Regions from separate parts of the Pan troglodytes genome. Here regions 2 and 3 are each linked to region 1. A link is a contact called in public Hi-C data. All regions are on one chromosome and are shown on one strand. The core of a region is the stretch at or near the end of the contact, and the rest is flanking DNA. Distances in the headings are between cores, read along the strand shown.

Region 1 (4,026 bases), core at 685-3,184:
CTATAGTCATGCTGTGTCTTTTATGTTTACAGTTTTGCTCCTTAAGAAGCTGTTTTTCTTGTCTTTACGTGCAGATTCTTTCCCAATAATTAGGAAACACTGCCATCATGTGGCTCAATGGATGCATGCTCCAAACTTAAGTTGCTGAATGTTCTATCATATTGTTTAATAATTAAACCAAAGAACACATCTCTGAATTCAAACAGCTGAGGTAAAGAATGTCAACCTGTCAAAAAAGGACATTTTCTATAAAGTTTTTCAAAAAATCAATACCTGGGTTCAATGACCTGATTTTTTACTTTGCTTTTAAAATTGTAACCTGGCCAGGCATGGTAGACTGTAATCCCAGCACTTTGGGAGTCCGAGGTGGAAGGATTGCTTAAGTCCAGGAGCTTGAGACCAGCCTGTGCAACATGCTGTGACCCCCTCTCTGCAAAAAAAAATGAACAAATTTAGCCAGGCATGGTGGTGTGGAGCCTGTAGTCCTAGCTACTCGGGAGGCTGAGGTGGAGTATTGCTTGAGCCTGGGAGGTGGAGGCTGCAGTGAGCCATAATGGCAGTACTACACTTCAGCCTGGACAAGACCCTGTCTCTATAAATAAATACACACATACATACATACATACATACATAAAAAATAAAAAATAAAATTCTAACCTAAGTGTTTAGAGATTCTGATCTCAAGAACCCTTTCTATTCCCAGTGACCCCTTATTTAAGACTCATAAGTTTTCTGTCCCTGCAATGGTTCCACCCTTTCCAGGGCAGTTTGCATCAAGCTGTATCCAGGATCTTTCCCTTAACTGTGCCAGATTTTGTTTCAGTCCTGGGATTGTTCTCCTTGTAGGTCCACAGTTGGACAGACCTAAATTCAAATATTCATACTATTTTTTCCCTGTGAGCTTCAGTTACTGCATCTATAAAAGAGGCACGACATCGGCTGGGCGCGGTGGCTCACTCCTGTAATCCCAGCACTTTGGGAGGCCGAGGTGGGCGGATCATCTGAGGTCAGGAGTTCCAGACCAGCCTGGCCAACATGGCGAAACCCCATCTCTACTAAAAAATACAAAAATTAGCTGGGAGTGGTGGCAGGTGCCCGTAATCCCAGCTACTCAGGAGGCTGAGGCAGGAGAATGGCTTGAACTTAGGAGGCAGAGGTTGCAGTGAGCCGAGATATCGCCACTGTACTCCAGCCTGGGCTACAGAGTGAAACTCCATCTAAAAAAAAAAAAAGCGACACCTTCTTCATAGGGTTATCATAAGATGAAGTGATAGCATGTGTAAACAGTGCCTGGTACACTGCAGGTCTTCACATTGAAGGAGTCCTGTTTCATCCCTCTGTCCTTGAGGACCTGTTATTTTATTTTATTTATTTTATTTTTGTTTATTTATTTATTTTTGAGACAGAGTCTCTGTCACCCAGGCTGGAGTGCAGTGGCATGATCTTGGCTCACTGCAACTTCTGCCTCCCGGGTTCAAGCGATTCCCCTGCCTCAGCCTCCCAAGTAGCTGGGACTACAGGCGCCCGCCACCATGCCCGGCTAATTTTTTTTGTATTTTTAGTAGATATGGTGTTTCGCCATGTTGGTCAGGCTGGCCTCGAACTCCTGACCTCAGGTGATTCACCCACATCGGCCTCCCAAAGTGCTGGGATTACAGGCTTGCACCGCGCCCGGCCTGGGGGTCTGTTATTCTAAGCACAGAGCTGGCACTTGGTGGAGGTCTGTGATCTGATTGATATCCGAGATTTACCTGGTCCTCGGCAACGTTCCTGAGAACAAAACTACTCATCCCCTCAGGTTTTGGGGACCATCCCTATTTCCATGCGTTGGCGGTGGACCCTGGGCTCGCTGGGGTTTGCAATCCACGTGTCTCCCCTGCGCGCAGCAGGCGGCAGGTGCATGGGCGTGAGTAGGGCAGGGCCCCTCCGCATTCATTTCTCGCCGCTCCCCCCGCCGGGCCTGGGGGTTGTGTGTGTACATAATTCAATCCCCGTGGGACTGGCGTCTGGCCTCACGCGCGGCTTGGCGGATTGGCTGTTTCAGCTCGCCCCCGCCCTCCGTACACCCCGCGTCCCAGGTGGCTCGGGCCCCTGTGGTGATCTCTGTTTACCGAGAGAGCCCGTCCAAGTTGGGCTCCATCGCTGCCCTCGCTCCCCTTCGGGGCCCCCGCCCGCCTGGGAGGCAGAGAGAAAGCCGGGCCCAGCCCTTCCTCGCCCTTCCCCTCCCCGCACCGCCCGGAGAGGTCGGGTAAGGGGGAAGGAGTGTGCGTGGGACGGGGAACCTCGGGCCTGGGGATCTGGCTGTCCCCGTCCCCGTATCTCGCGCGGACCCGGGAGTTCCAGCCCTAGGCCAGGCTCCGGCTCCCTCCGCCCCGCGCCATCGCGCTCGGAGTGACGGGCCCACCCCGGGCGAGCAGCCAGAGGCTGGATCTCAGGGATGCCGGCTCCCCAGCGGAAGCACAGGCGTGGAGGCTTCTCTCATAGATGTTTCCCCACCCCGCAGACGGCGATGACCCCCCAGCCCGCCGGACCCCCGGATGGGGGCTGGGGCTGGGTGGTGGCGGCCGCAGCCTTCGCGATAAACGGGCTGTCCTACGGGCTGCTGCGCTCGCTGGGCCTTGCCTTCCCTGACCTTGCCGAGCACTTTGACCGAAGCGCCCAGGACACTGCGTGGATCAGCGCCCTGGCCCTGGCCGTGCAGCAGGCAGCCAGTGAGGGGGGCCCTGAGGCGGGAGACAGGAACGGGGAGGAGGAGCCGTGAGTGGAGGGATGGGAGACCCACCTGATTACCCGACAACCTGAGAAAGGGCAACCGGCTCTAGAAAAGAGTGCATCTTGAGGTCAAGGAGAAGAACCATTAGTTCGAGGGAGGCAAACAGCCAATGAGAAGTGTTGGAGAGAGTTTGGGGGCCCGGGGGCGTGTCTTCCGTTGACTCCGCCCCCTTTCAGGCCCCGTGGGCAGCGCCCTGAGCACGCGCTGGGGGGCCCGCCCCGTGGTGATGGTTGGGGGCGTCCTCGCCTCGCTGGGCTTCGTCTTCTCGGCTTTCGCCCGCGGTCTGCTGCATCTCTACCTCGGCCTGGGCCTCCTCGCTGGTGAGGGAAGTGGGATGCCCCGGTCATTCAGGGTGAAGGAGGTGACAGGAGCTTGTTGGGATCTGGGGTAGCGAAGGAGGCGGGGGCCTGGTGCGGAGAGCCGGGCTGGGAATGCTGGGGCGGGCGTCCCCAGTGCCGGCCCCCATCCCCTCCTATTCATTCGCAGGCTTTGGTTGGGCCCTGGTGTTCGCCCCCGCCCTAGGCACCCTCTCGCGTTACTTCTCCCGCCGTCGAGTCTTGGCGGTGGGGCTGGCGCTCACCGGCAACGGGGCCTCCTCGCTGCTCCTGGCGCCCGCCTTGCAGCTTCTCCTCGATACTTTCGGCTGGCGGGGCGCTCTGCTCCTCCTCGGCGCGATCACCCTCCACCTCACCCCCTGTGGCGCCCTGCTGCTACCCCTGGTCCTTCCTGGCGAACCCCCAGCCCCACCGCGTAGTCCCCTAGCTGCCCTCGGCCTCGGTCTCTTCACACGCCGGGCCTTCTCAATCTTTGCTCTAGGCACAGCCCTGGTTGGGGGCGGGTACTTCGTTCCTTACGTGCACTTGGCTCCCCACGCTTTAGACCGGGGCCTGGGGGGATACGGAGCAGCGCTGGTGGTGGCCGTGGCTGCGATGGGGGATGCGGGCGCCCGGCTGGTCTGCGGGTGGCTGGCAGACCAAGGCTGGGTGCCCCTCCCGCGGCTGCTGGCCGTATTCGGGGCTCTGACTGGGCTGGGGCTGTGGGTGGTGGGGCTGGTGCCCGTGGTGGGCGGCGAAGAGAGCTGGGGGGGTCCACTGCTGGCCGCGGCTGTGGCCTATGGGCTGAGCGCGGGGAGTTACGCCCCGCTGGTTTTCGGTGTACTCCCCGGGCTGGTGGGCGTCGGAGGTGTGGTGCAGGCCACAGGGCTGGTGATGATGCTGATGAGCCTCGGGGGGCTCCTGGGCCCTCCCCTGTCA
Region 2 (3,657 bases), core at 592-3,091, 130 kb before region 1:
GTGACCACTATTCCGACCGAAATAATGTGGGTTCATTTGCCTGAATAAGCCCGATTGTAAGTGATTATATTAGAGGATGTTTAATTAACAGCCCAACAGTCAACAAAATCACTGGCCATTGTCCCAGCACATATAAATGACATGGTGGTTGTCAGGACACAGACAAAGGAGGGCACACACAGACCTGTCACATTTTATGCAAGAGATGTGTTCCTGAATATCTCACATCATTGAAAACTCTCAAAATTCAAGCCTTGTTTTCTCATTGAAATAACTGTAAAATAGGATTTGGATGACTTCACATTTGGGCCTAAAGTGAGACTTATTATCTTTTTTTTTTTTGAGATGAAGTCTTGCTCTTGTCCCCCAGGCTGGAGTGCAATGGCGCGATCTCAGCTCACTGCAACCTCCGCCTCCTGGGTTCAAGTGATTCTCCTGCCTCAGCCTCCCGAGTAGCTGGGATTACAAGCGCCTGCCACCACGCCTGGCTAATTTTTATATTTTTAGTAGAGACGAGGTTTCACCATGTTGGTCAGGCTGGTCTCGAACTCCTGACCTCAGATGATCTGCCCACCTCGGCCTCCCACAGTGCTGAGATTACAGGCATGAGCCACTGTACCCAGCTGAGACTTATTATTATTATTATTATTTTTTTTTGAGATGGAGTCTTGCTCTGTCACCAGGCTGGAGTGCAGTGGCATAATCTTGGCTCACTGCAACCTCCACCTCCTGGGTTTAAGCGATTCTCCTGTCTCAGCCTCCTGAGTAGCTGGGATTACAGGCTGCACCACCATGCCCTGCTAATTTTTTTATTTTTAGTAGAGACGGGGCTTCATCATGTTGGTCAGGCTGGTCTTGAACTCCTGACCTCAGGTGATCCGCCCGCCTCGGCCTCCCACAGTGCTGGGATTACAGGCGTAAGCCACTGCACCCAGCCGAGACTTATCTTTAATATTGCCTGATTTCCAAGTGAGCATAATTCAAATTCACATGGCTCTCTCTGAAGCCCCGTGGGGCTGTGAGGGACCATGGTTTAGCATCTCTGGGACACTGGAGCCCAGCTGTGTCAACCGGATGGGATCCTGGCTCTGTGTGATGGGTGTGGTTCTGGGGCCCGAACGCAGTGCCTGGAGTCAGGCTGCCCAGGTTCTAGTCTACCCTTTGCTGCTTCCTTGCAGCATGACCCTGGGCAAGCTCTTACCTTGTAGGGCCTTAGCTTTCTCATCTGTGAAATGGGATGTGCTCTGGGGATAATGAGAGAAGTTCATGAACGCAGTGACCTGAGGCACACAGTAGTAGTGAGTGGAGGTTTGCTGGCACCAGTCCCAGCGGAGGCTCTCCTGCCTTTCCTGGAACCAAGCTGGCCCTCATGCTGCTTGGAGGACTTTACTCCCCAGGAGAGGGAAGCAAGTCAGGCCAGAGCTGGGAAGCCTGGGGCTCAGCCCCACAGGAAACTGGGGCCTGCGGCTCAGGTGCCAGGGTCACAGGTCTGGATTGGGCAAGAGCAGAGGACCGGTCCCTCTGATCCTGTTCAGGGATATTTGGAGACACCAATAGTTCTGGGGAATTTAGAGGCAGGAAGCGAAACGGGGAGGGAGGGGGGATATGGCAAATCCCACCCCAGCCCCTCCTGGCCTGGCACCCCTCCCAAACGGTGCACGGAAGAGTGAGGTGACTGGCATGTGTGGGGGCAACACAATTCTCCTCCCTGGGGAGCAGAGCAGAGGCAACCCATCCCCCACTCCCACCCCCACACTCCCCTAAGTTCCAATCCATTTCCACCTCTGTTTACTGTCCAAAGTCCCGGGCACTGGAGATGCCACGTTTGGCGTGCTTGGACACATAGACACGCACAGAGACACCGGGGCCCAGGGCCCTCCTATGGACCCTGCCCGCTCCCCTCCCATTGTCCACGGCTGTCCACCCACCCCCATTCTCCAAGCTTCAGCCCCCCTCCTTAGTTCGGCATCTGCACAGCACTGAAGAACCTGGGAGTCAGACCCTGAGACCCTGAGCAAGTAAAATGGGAAGAGAGGTGGTGGGAGGCTGGCTGGGGGTGCAGGGGTGTGGAGGGAACCCAGGATGTGTTGGGGGGTGCTGGGTGGGAAACATCAAGGATGGATTCTGGATGTCAGGCCTGGAAGGGGATGGAGGAAAGAAGAAAGATCCCGGTGGGGCGCGGTGGCCCACGCCTGTAATCCCAGCACGTTGGGAGGCTGGGGTGGGTGGATTGCCTGAGCTCAGGAGTTTGAGACAAGCCTGGGCAACACGGTGAAACCCCGTCTCTACTAAAATACAAAAAAGTAGCCAGGCGTGGTGGCGTGCACCTGTTGTCCCAGCTACTTCAGAGGCTGAGGCAGGAGAACCTCTTGAACCCGGGAGGCAGAGGTTGCAGTAAGCTGAGATCATGCCACTGCACTCCAGCCTGGGGACAGAGCGAGACTCCCTCTCAAAAAAAAAAAAAAAAAAAAAAGAAAAGGAAAGAAAGAAGAAAGGTCTCCATGATGGAGCTGTCAATCAGATGGGAGTAAAGAGATGGGCCCCTCATTCCCACTCTAGTCCTGGTGAGCCCCCACCTCAGCCCCAGCCTCAGTCTTGACTCAGTCCCAGGTCCAGCGCCAGCCCTATCATGACCAAGGAGTATCAAGACCTTCAGCATCTGGACAATGAGGAGAGTGACCACCATCAGCTCAGAAAAGGTGAGGGCCACCTTGCCCTGCCTCTGCAAGGCGAGAATTTGGCGGTTCTCCACCCTCCAGCCACAGCTCCTACTCTTGCCCATGAGCCTGGCTCTCTCTCTGGGTCTGTCTCCCTCCCCCAACACTGGGAAAGGTGTCGGAGCTGCTTCTCTCAGGAGAGGGGCAGAGTGTGGGGTTGGAGTCCCTTTATTGGTGACAGGTGCCCAAAGCTTTCCTGTGCCTCCTGGCCCTCGGAGGTGGACCCGGGGGTGTGGGAACAGCTGGAAGCTGGAGAGATGTCACTGTCGGCTTCCTATGACGAAGTCAGGCCCCCTCTTCCTTTCCCCTTCCAACACCACCCAGGGACCCCGGTCGTGCGTGCGTGTGCGTGTGTGTGTCAGTGATCAGTTTGGTGAAGGGGGGAAAGGTTTCTATGAAGGGTCTGAGGATTCTGTGAGGGGGGGGGATGAGGGATCTCTGACCTGAGGGAGAACGAGACTCTCTTGCTTCAAAAACAAATTCCCCTTGACCCATTTCTTTGTCCTCCGAGCAGGGAATTGTTTAGGCTGAGCAAGGATGAAGTTCGTGGGGGATGGGGCGCAGCGCGCTTTGACGGAAGGGAGGGTCCGCAGCGGAGGAGACCCGGCAGGGAGGCCCCCCCAACCCTCCAGCTCTCAGGGGACAGGGCTAACGTGTCTCTTCCCCCTGCTGGGTGGAAGACTTGAGGGCCTGAATGGTAGCTATTGCACCTTCTCTCCCTGCACGCAGCCAAAGACGAGTGGAATTCATGGACAGAGAAACCTTCCTTCTTTCCCCACTTTCAAGGGAAGCAGCGACTCCGAGGCGCGGGGCCACTCAATTGCGTTTCAAGGCGCGGGAGGAGGGGGTGGGCTGAGGTTCCTGGATTGGCTGCAGTGACGCAGTCATGCCATTAGGTGTCAGCAAAAGCTCAGGGCCTCGGTGGGATGGGGCGGCTCAG
Region 3 (3,775 bases), core at 397-2,896, 240 kb before region 1:
AGAACACAGCAAGGACCAGGGTCCCAGTCACTCGCTGCTGAGGGGGTTCCCCATCCTGGACAGGCAGACGCAAAGACACAGCATGTCACATGGAACCATGATTTTTTTCCTTCCGCTAGGGGCCCGGGCCCAGCTGGAGCCTGAAGATACTGGGCTCCACCCAACATGTTGGGTGAGGGAAACTGGGCCATATTAGGAATTGCACAAAGATCTCAATGTAAACAGGAGCTGAACTGCAACCTGGGCATAAAGGAGAAACTGGATGTTTGAGTCCATAAGGCAGAGAAATGTTTGAGAACTTGTCTCAAAATTCTTCTGTGACCTTGAGACAGGCTTGGCCTTAAGAGCTCAGATTTGTGTGACCTTGGCCAAGTCACTTCCCTGCCCCGAACCTGAGTGTCCTCTGTGAGATGGGGGTGATGTTGCCTGCCTTGCCTACCTATCTGTGAGAGTGTTGTGAAAATCAACATCACATGTTAACAATATCCTTGACAGTGCTGGTTTCATAAATTAACACGTGCATTATTATCATCAGCCACTGTCCTCTTCCCTCCCCTCTGGGGGTTCTGTCAGCCAGCTCCAGGAGGCCCCCAACAGGACCAAGAAGTGCTGTTCCAGAAAGGACATCCCGGTCATCTAGGGGTGGCCTTCTCTATCTACGTCGTGGCCTGCCCTCCCCCTCTAACCTCCGTGCAGGGAGGGCGGTCCAGGGGTTCTGCCTGGGAGAGCCATGCCCAGGGGAGGAGGGCAGGAAGGTGGTGTGAGGGGCGGTGGCAGTGGTGGCCGCTCGCTGGCGGCACAGAATGTCTCCAAGCGGAAACCTGAGCTGGGGGAGGGGGGGCTGACAGTCCCCTCTGCCCCTCCACCAACCATGGGGCCAAGGGAAAGTTCAGCGTCCTGGAGGGCGGCCAGGAGTGGGGGTGGGGGCCCACGGAGAGCCTCCGGTCCTCGAAACACTGCCCGTGAGCGAAGACGGACGGACAGCTCCCGGAGGGCAAGACCCGCCTGGATCTGCTTTCCCGAGTCGGATCGAGGGCAGGGTGTCCCCGATTCCGGAGCGCCGCGCCGCCTACTAGGCAAGGGGGTGAACCCTGGCTCGCAGAATCCACTTGCTGCCTGTGCCCCGAAAGGCCCTCCAGACCCGCTCTGCCTTTTGGTAGAATTGGAATCTCACAGTCACGAGTTGTCCAGGCCGGGTATAAATAGCCAGCCCCCTACCTTCACCCCCTGCGCCTGCGCAGGAACCACCCCCAGCTGACCCCAACCGCGACCCCAGCCCAAGAAAAGCGGGACCCGTGCCCCCCCGCCCCGCCCCCTCATGATGAATCCTACTTCGGAGCCTATCTGTTGGAAGCCCGACGGCATCTCGTCTTAGAAGAGCTGGACGCGCAGGGGCGGCGAAGATGAAAGAACCGATCCGGGAGTCTCTGACCCCGGCCTGGCGCGCAGAACCTGCGGAGGCCGCGGGGGTCCCGGAGTGACGTGCGAGGGCGGGCCCGATGGGACCCACAGCCACAAGCCAAGGACCCAGAGAGCAGTGGGGCTCCCGCGGATCTGGTGGAGCGGGGCTGGGGGAAAAGACGCGAGGAGCCCCCGCCACCTCGCTCCTGCCCCCGCGGGCCACGCCCTTCACAGCACCCATTGGCCAGGAGCCCGCACACCCCAGAAGGCCACGCCCCCTCCGCCTGGGGTTTAGAGTTTGGCTGGAGTTGGTGGGGCGGGGCAGTGAGGCCACGCCCCTCCGCGTGGCTGGCGAGACACGCCTCTCGGGTTCCCGCCAGCCTCCGACTGGGAAGTTTTGAGAAAAGAGTCCCTGGAACAAAAGGCCCCGCCCACCCACGTGTTGGGACTCCGCCCACCAGCTAGGATCCCGGGCTGCAGAAGCATCTTAAACTCTGCGGGTCTGGACAGTGGGGTCTGAGAGGAGAGGACGGGCCAGGTGTACTTGCCCCGGGGAAACTCCAGCGGCCTGAGACCGCTCGCGAGCCGGCGCGCGGGTTGGGAGAGGAGCAATGCCCCAAAGTAACCCGGGGCTGCTATTTTTAGCTCCCACGTTGGGAGCCTCCAAATGTCAGGTCCCGGGCGTCCCGGCCTGTCCCAGGCGGGGGCGGAGAGACAGGGAGATGACGCCTTAAAGGGTCCGCGACATGCTTCCCACGCGAGTGTGGCCCTGGGGGCCAGGAAATTCCGTTCCCACAACGGGTCTGGTGGCCGGGCTGCTTGGTCCTGTCTTTCAGTGCCTCCCTGCTCCGGGCACTGTCTATCCCGCCCTTCCCCTACACACATTCCCCAGGTTGGTTCCTGGAGCCGGTCCGAGGGACAAGTGGTCACACCAACCACACCACCAGCCCTGAGGTCTCTGAGCCTCTGAGGTCTCTGAGCATATGCTGGCCGCGTGAACGACACGCTCTCTGGAGGCTGCTCCGGGTTTGGATCCTCGGCCAAATTCTGCCAGGCAGAAAGTGCGCGACCTAGGGTCGGCGTGTGGGGAGAGAGAACCCGAAATACCCAGAGCGTGGCGAGTGTCTGGCTCAGAAAACGGGCTTCGGAAGCGCAGGGTTGTGCTGCCACCTGGAGGGAGAGCGAGGAGCCGCAGTGGATTGCACTTGGAATCTCAACCCACTATCTCTCGCCTTTCCGCCACCCTAAGGCTTCAGTGACATCTAACCCAGGCCCTTCTCTGGAGCTGCAGATCCAGGTGTTCGTTACCGCCCGGATGTGGCAGCTCTAGTGATCAGCATGTCCAAACCTGCTCCTCCTCCTAACTTCCTTATTTCAATGAATTACCCGCCCAGTCACCCCTATGGTAGAAGTCATGCTCGATTCCTCCTGTCCTGCGCCGCTCTCCTCGTTTATCCAGTTAGTTTCCAACATTGGTGCTTTAACCTCCAAAACTCTCTCGCATTCATCCGATATTCTCCGTGGCGGCTGCCACTTCAGTCCAGATCACCATCACCCTCACTGGTCTTCCTGCTCCTCTTATTTCCTTTATGACGAGGGCAGAGAACAATTTTCCAAGGTCCAATCTCATCTCTCAAGCAAGAAGTCACTGTCTGTGTTGCCCCAATTGCCAAGTTCAAATCCCTTTTCAGAGTGAACAAAACCTCCTGCCTCTCTTATCCGATCTCTGGCCTTATCTATCTCTCCTGCCTCTCCTTCTATCTCCTTCGCCTCCTGTTCTGGGCAATGCCTAAGTCCTTATTGTACCCAGAACACACTGTGCCTTTACATCCCTTCTTGATCCCTTTGCTGCACTAATCCCCTGAAAAATCTGGAATGCCGGCCCGGCCTGGTGGCTCATGCCTGTAATCCCAGCACTTTAGGAGGCCAAGGCAGGTGGATCGACTGAGGTCAGGAGTTTGAAACCAGCCTGGCCAACATAGAGAAACCCCATGTCTACTAAAGATACAAAAATTAGCCCGGCGTGGTTATGCACACCTGTAATCCCAGCTACTCGGGAGGCTGAGGCAGGAGAATGGCTTGAACCCGGGAGGTGGAGGTTGCAGTGAGCCGAGATCGTGCCCTTGCACTCCAGCCTGGCGACAGAGTGACTCCGTCTCAAGAAGAAAAAAAAAAATCCGGAATGCCAAAGGACTCCTCTTCATCCTTCAAAGAAAGCTTCCTCACCCAGTTCCTGCTCCACAGGTTCACTTTGCTTCCGGCTTCTGGGGACCTTGATCCCTGAGTTCCAGCACAGAAGATTGAACGAATGACAGTTATTAGCACACTGTCTTCACTGATCTATGTCTCATTTTTATTTTTGTTTTTGTTTGTT

Evidence for each region. Hi-C and Micro-C count contacts between places; a contact is called where the count stands out from the background.
Region 2: a Hi-C map of stem cell-derived neural progenitor cells shows a contact between it and region 1, with 9 times the contacts expected there. The contact joins the promoter of ASGR1 here to the promoter of SLC16A11 in region 1. A contact is called at or near these places in 3 of 7 Hi-C or Micro-C datasets (induced pluripotent stem cells and stem cell-derived neural progenitor cells), 1 of 1 datasets of contacts at active chromatin or transcription factors (stem cell-derived excitatory neurons) and 1 of 1 other capture datasets (stem cell-derived neural stem cells).
Region 3: a contact with region 1 is called in a Hi-C map of stem cell-derived neural progenitor cells, with 4 times the contacts expected there. The contact joins the promoter of SLC2A4 here to the promoter of SLC16A11 in region 1. A contact is called at or near these places in 1 of 7 Hi-C or Micro-C datasets (stem cell-derived neural progenitor cells) and 1 of 1 datasets of contacts at active chromatin or transcription factors (stem cell-derived excitatory neurons).

What each region holds. Positions count from the first base shown.
Region 1 is chr19:17,552,997-17,557,022 of NHGRI_mPanTro3-v2.0_pri, reverse strand. SLC16A11 (solute carrier family 16 member 11) reads left to right here and starts at 1,934. Exons shown (of 5, transcript XM_009431718.5): 1 at 1,934-2,248; 2 at 2,504-2,711; 3 at 2,950-3,093; 4 at 3,260-4,026. The coding sequence starts at 2,510.
Region 2 is chr19:17,687,707-17,691,363 of NHGRI_mPanTro3-v2.0_pri, reverse strand. ASGR1 (asialoglycoprotein receptor 1) reads left to right here and starts at 1,841. Exons shown (of 8, transcript XM_016931396.4): 1 at 1,841-2,018; 2 at 2,605-2,699. The coding sequence starts at 2,630.
Region 3 is chr19:17,790,374-17,794,148 of NHGRI_mPanTro3-v2.0_pri, reverse strand. SLC2A4 (solute carrier family 2 member 4) reads right to left here and starts at 1,646. Exons shown (of 11, transcript XM_024350204.3): 1 at 1,333-1,646; 2 at 1-55. The coding sequence starts at 1,365.